Regions from separate parts of the Mus musculus genome. Here region 1 is linked to region 2. The links are chromatin contacts, called in public promoter capture Hi-C maps. All regions are on one chromosome and are shown on one strand. Each heading gives the region's core, a stretch centred on a gene start, on an enhancer-like site or on the middle of the called end of the contact. The rest is flanking DNA. Distances are from core to core; before and after follow the strand shown.

What was found. Promoter capture Hi-C pulls out the DNA fragments that hold promoters and counts their contacts.
Region 1: a contact with region 2 is called in a promoter capture Hi-C map of hippocampal neurons, with 4 times the contacts expected there. The contact joins the promoter of Acbd5 here to the enhancer-like site in region 2. A contact is called at or near these places in 6 of 39 promoter capture datasets (the 3T3-L1 cell line, the HPC-7 cell line, HPC-7-derived erythroid cells and 3 more) and 1 of 115 datasets of contacts at active chromatin or transcription factors (pancreatic cancer cells).

What each region holds. Positions count from the first base shown.
Region 1 is chr2:23,067,776-23,070,510 of GRCm38.p6, reverse strand. Acbd5 (acyl-Coenzyme A binding domain containing 5) reads right to left here and starts at 1,439. Exons shown (of 14, transcript NM_001355637.1): 1 at 1,227-1,439; 2 at 892-1,060. The coding sequence starts at 1,241.
Region 2 is chr2:21,975,049-21,977,774 of GRCm38.p6, reverse strand. No RefSeq gene overlaps it. Among named protein-coding and RNA genes, the nearest start is that of Gm39767, 12 kb to the right of the region's middle. Within about 2 kb of position 1,259, at least 11 of the 459 cell types and tissues checked have an H3K27ac peak or open chromatin away from gene starts, as enhancers often do.

The DNA.
Region 1 (2,735 bases), core at 190-2,689, 1.1 Mb before region 2:
ATACATGAAAAGTGGGAAGATAGCTGGGCAATGGTGGCACACGCCTTTAATCCCAGCACTTGGGAGGCAGAGGCAGGCGGATTTCTGAGTTCGAGACCAGCCTGGTCTACAAAGTGAGTTCCAGGACAGCCAGGGCTACACGGAGAAACCCTGTCTCGAAAAAAAAAAAAAAAAAAAAAAAAGAAAAAGAAAAGAAAAGTGGGAAGACATTAAATACTATACAAATATAGTAATGTTATGTTTGACTTGGCCTACAAATCTAGCACACACAATAAAAATGCTTAAGATAATTTTAATCTAATTTATTATGAAAAGTAAATCACAATGCAAATGGATATAAAATTTCAAAGTAAAAGTCTCTCTTCCCAAGCTTCTCTATTTAGAACACTGAAAAAAAAATTTAGTGATGGAAAAAAAAATCCTTAACACTGGTCAGACAAAATTATAAAAAGTTTTACAAGCTGTTGCCAGGATACACACAAAGAAAACCGTACCTGACACATCATAGTCAAAATAATCATTTTACACGAGAATATAGTTGTCCTTTCCTTTCCGCTTCATATCAAAGTTTCTGAAGGTTCGGATTACACTTTTGAGTTAGGTAGCACCAGACATCCCTCCCCAGTTTTTGTTTTTGTTTTTTAACTTTCCCAAATCCACAGTCATTAAGTGATAAGACTTGTTCTCAAGAATATAAACTACTTAAAACCTAGATAATACGTCGCCTTTGGCCTCAAAAATCAGCGGTAATTAATTAGCATTCAATACCATTCTTTCAATTACATTTCTTTCAATTACATTTCTTTTAATGACAGAGCGAGAGGGGGCGCTAAATAAGGTAGACTAGAAGCAGCTGGAAAAGGTCTTTTACCTAGAGCCCACTGCACATACCATTTTTCGGCAAACTCTGGATCACCTTCACGGCCGCCTCAAATCTGGTTTCATACACTGACGGTGTGTCCGCCATCTCCAGCTGCCAGCGCCGGCCTCGGTCCCAAGGTCTGTCCGCGGTAATCACACAGCAGCAGCAGCACCAGCTTCCCCAAGAGCCTGCATGAAACTGAACACCGAGCGCAGCAGCGGATTAATGACAGGAGCATAGCTGGTCAATTCCCCTTTGCCTGCCCAATCAAGGCCACATCAACTCAGGTGGCCCGGTTCCTTCCTCCTTCGTGGGGCGTGTCTAAGAGTACATCCCAGCCAACAAAAACAGCCAAACAACTCACCGCGAGGAAGAGCATCTCTAGCAGCAGGCCTTGGAGGTTGAGCCGCCCGTGATAGCGGACCCTTTCTCCCACCCGGAAGATGCCGGCCAACCAATCACACCCCCCATTCCTGAGAAGTTCTGCCGTCGGTGGGCAGCCGCCCCACAGCCCCGCCCCAGAGTCACCGGAGGACCCACTAGCCTCCGCCGCCGCGGCCGCCGTGCAGCAAACCCCACCCACCCGCTCCGCCGCGGTGACGTGCACGGGCTGCGCGTTCTCAGAGGAGGGGAAAAGAGGCTGCAAGGCGCTCCGGCTGGGGTTGGTCTGTGGAGAACCCGGTGCTTGTTTATGTTCGGGCTGAGGACAGCAAGCCTGGTGACGCGCTAGGATTCTATGCCAGGTCCTAAAGGTGGCCCCTGGATACCGCTAGTGTTTAAAGAAAAGAAAAACACAAGAGTCGGTGGTCCTCAATGCCTAGCCTCGGGGTTAAACCGGAGAAGGGAGTGAATCATAAAAGTGGCTTCAAAACTTCTTTTGACATTTACTCTCTGTGACCTAGGAGAAGGCACTTGACCTCTTCTGTGGATATACAACACGCTAAAGGGGAGAAAGGGAGGATTAAGGGCAAGGATGGAAGGGCTTAGCCCTGGCCCCCAAGTCTGGGACAGCTTTCACCGTCTGGCCCCAAGGGTGGCCGCGGAGAGAGCAAAGGTGAGCGGTGGCGGCCTGCTGCGCAACACCTCCACTACCCACTCTCCAGGCCCAGGAGACAGGCACAGCCACGTCCAGCTCCGCCGGAGGCTAGGGATGGAGATGGTCGGTGAACAACGTAATGCCCGCGTTGTAGGCACTTAGGAAGCTCCCCGCAGGCGTAGAGTGCCGTGGCCTGGAAATCTCAAGGACGCCCCGCTGGGAACGTCAGTTTTGTCGGTTTAGGATGGGTTGGGAAGATTACTCGTAAAAATCTAGTTGCGAACTATAAGTCACTCTTCCCTTGGAGCCGCGATGTCGGCATTTACCTTGATATAGCCAAATGACTGGCAAGGCCTGTCCGTTTTGTCTCGACGCCTGCCCCGCACCTTGCCCCCGCGGGCTTATGGGAACTGTAGTCCCCCGGCGCTTCCGGACACCTTCCTCTGTAGGCTGGCGTAGTCCCCCTCCGGTTCCGGTTCGGTTTTTCCTTGTAGCCCACCCTTCCTGTGTGTGGCGGAAGTTCCTTTCTTCCGGATTGCGTTTGGGGCGTCTCCGAAGTACTTCTTAAGCTTCGAGCAGAAAGGAATCCTCTGACATAGCTTGTTTATCTGGGTATTGAGAACAGTGTCGTCTGAAGAGTTCTTTCAGGGCTCATGCGGCCTGTATTCAAAAGTACCCCAGAAACAGTTCCGGACTCACTGATCGTTTAATCAAAAAGACCAAAGGCACTGGAGGAACGCAGGCTTCACTAGAGAACCGCTCCCTAGTACTTCACCGCCTTCATATGTGTGATGTTTGGCAAACGTATGATCTGTTTCAAAAGCACTGTAAGGTGTT
Region 2 (2,726 bases), core at 10-2,509:
ACATCTTAACCAAGACTTCTTATTTATACTTCTTGCTCCATTTTAAAATCTTAACCTTATGTCAAAACCCTTCAAGAAGGGACTTGAGAAGTCACTGGATGCCTCTGTATCTCCACTAGGGAGCAAATGTAATCTGAGATCTCTACTATGTGACAGGGTGTGAGAACAGGGATGGATATACATGACTGAGGCTATGTGACAGTCTTTCTCTGGAGTGGGATTTGGAGTCTGGTGGCAGCAGAGCTTGGGAGTATTTGTCCTGCTTGCAGCCTTCTCTATTGTAGGACCTGGTTCCTTGATGGTTTTCTAACATGGGGTAATATTTATTCTGCTGGGGCTTTTTGTTGTTGTTGTTGTTGCTTTGTTTTGTTTTGTTTTGTTTTGTTTTGTCACAAACAGTATCTGGGGTTCTCAGTATGAGGTGAGGTGTGAGGGCCCAAATGTCCTACTTTTCTGTTGCTGTGATAAAACACCATGACTAAGGTAACTTAGAAAGGATCTAGTCTGAAGCTTATGGTTCTATAGGGTTAGAGGCCTTGACAATCATGGCACAGAGCATGTCAGCAGGCACCGTTCTGGAGCAACAGCCGAGCATGCACATCTTGAGACCATGAGGCACAGGGAGAGACACTAAGAATAGTGAGTCTTTTGAAACCTGAAAGTCCACCCCCAGTGACACATCTCTTCCAACAAGGTCACACCTCCTAAACCTTCCCAGACCCCCATCTGAAGGCCAAGAATTTAAACATATTAGCCTATGAATGCCATTCTCATTCAAACTAACACACCCAGCACACCTAGGAATAAGGGGATTGTCCAAGTAAGTACAACTATGCCCACAAAGGGCAGAAGAGTTAGTTTGCCTTGGAACTAAATATAAGTGACCATGTGATGGCTCTCTGCTGGCAGGCTGAGAGGAGAGAGCCCTGTCCAGCCAGGGCTGAAGCAGGATGGTGAATTGTTGCAGTTCAGATCTTCTACCCATCTGGAAAATAACCACCCCGAGCTGGGAGTCTCTTGAAGCAGGAACTTGTTTAAATATATATATATATTTATTATTTATATATATATATAAAGGGCTGATAGAGGAGGTGGGTTTTTGTTTTTGTTTTGTTTTGTTTTGTTTTTGCTGAGTTGAGATGAGATAGGGGGAGGGGAAAGGTGATGAAAGGAATTGGTGACTGACAGCCAACAAAGTTAAGTCAGCAGTAGCTAGGCAAAGGAGGTTGTGCTGAGTCACTTCAGTACAGAAGTGACTGAGACAGTTTTCAAAACTGGAGCCAGGCTTGGGTTTGCCCTTAAGGCACAAACCAGGACCATATAGGGCCCAACAACCATGTGCCAGAAGCTGATATAAGCTACTCTAATTTTCATGTGGTAACAGTTGGGTAAAATTTTATAGTAACAAAGAAAGTCATAAATCAAGGCACATTTTAAATACATTTTTGGAAACATTAGGTCTGTGGATTAGGAGTAGAGTAGGAAAATCTATGCTATGAGCTAAGGTGCTATCTGTCTATTTTCCATTCATAGCCATTTGGTTGGTGAAAGCTAGTCTTTTAAGGTAATACGTTCTAAAAGTTCCCACCATTTTCTTTTTAAATAACGAATTGAGGCCTACAAGATTGCTCAGTTGGTCAAACCATTTGCTTCTAACTTGGGGCCTACTTGGTGGAAAGAACCAACTAACAAAAGTTGTTCTCTGACCTGTACACACACACACACACACACAAACACAAACCATGACATATGTGCAGCCCCCTCACAATTAATTAATTAATTAATTAATTAATGCAGTAAATAGTCAATTGTCTTCTGTTCCAGAGACTATCATGTACTTCACAGAAGGCTCTGAATCTGCCCTGCACTGCTTTATTTTATTGTGTATCAAGTAATTGTGTTTGATTCAAGGAGATGTGCAGGCACTCTCTGAGAAGGCTTATAAAAATCAATACATCCACAGCCAGAAGTAAATAATGTGGCTTTAAAAAGGTCAACTTGACAGAGAGTGTAGACAACAGCCTGTGAAGTGATTCAAGGCCACAAGGCCAGTCAGTCCTTCCCTAGAGAGGCTGTGACTAGAAGCTGCACAATCAACCTTCTCCTTCTGCAAAGAAAAATGCTTATGTTTCCATGAACTTGCTTTGTTCTTGCAGAGCCAGTGGGAAGCAGCAATGTAATCAGGAGGGTTAGCAGCCTCAATTAGTTACATTCCTGTTGCTGTGACGAAATGCCATGACCAAAAGCAACTTACAGGAGAGTTTATTTTACCTTAGAGTCCTATAGGGAGAGTCCTAATGTCCAGGAAGGCATAGCAGGATGATAGGAACTGCAGGCTGGTGATCACTTCTTTATGTACACACAGGAAGTAGAGAGATAGATCTCGAAGGCTTTGAGGCTATAAACCCTCAAAGTTCACCCACAGTAATATGCTTCCTTCAGCAAGGCTGTATTATATAATGTCCCCACCTAACACCACGAGTAGTGATGGGACCAAATATTCAAATACAGTAGCCTATGGGAGATATTTCTTAATCAAACCTCCACAAAGCCACTGGCATTCAGTCCCTACCTAAATTTAAGGAGGAAAGAAGCATACTTGTTTTCAAGGAGATAAACAAGAATTCTTTATAGATCATAGGGGAATTCATATGACTGAGGCTTTTAAAATCCAGAATTTAATCCACAGAAGGGCTGGCATGTTGGACTGACTGGGGTAAACACTG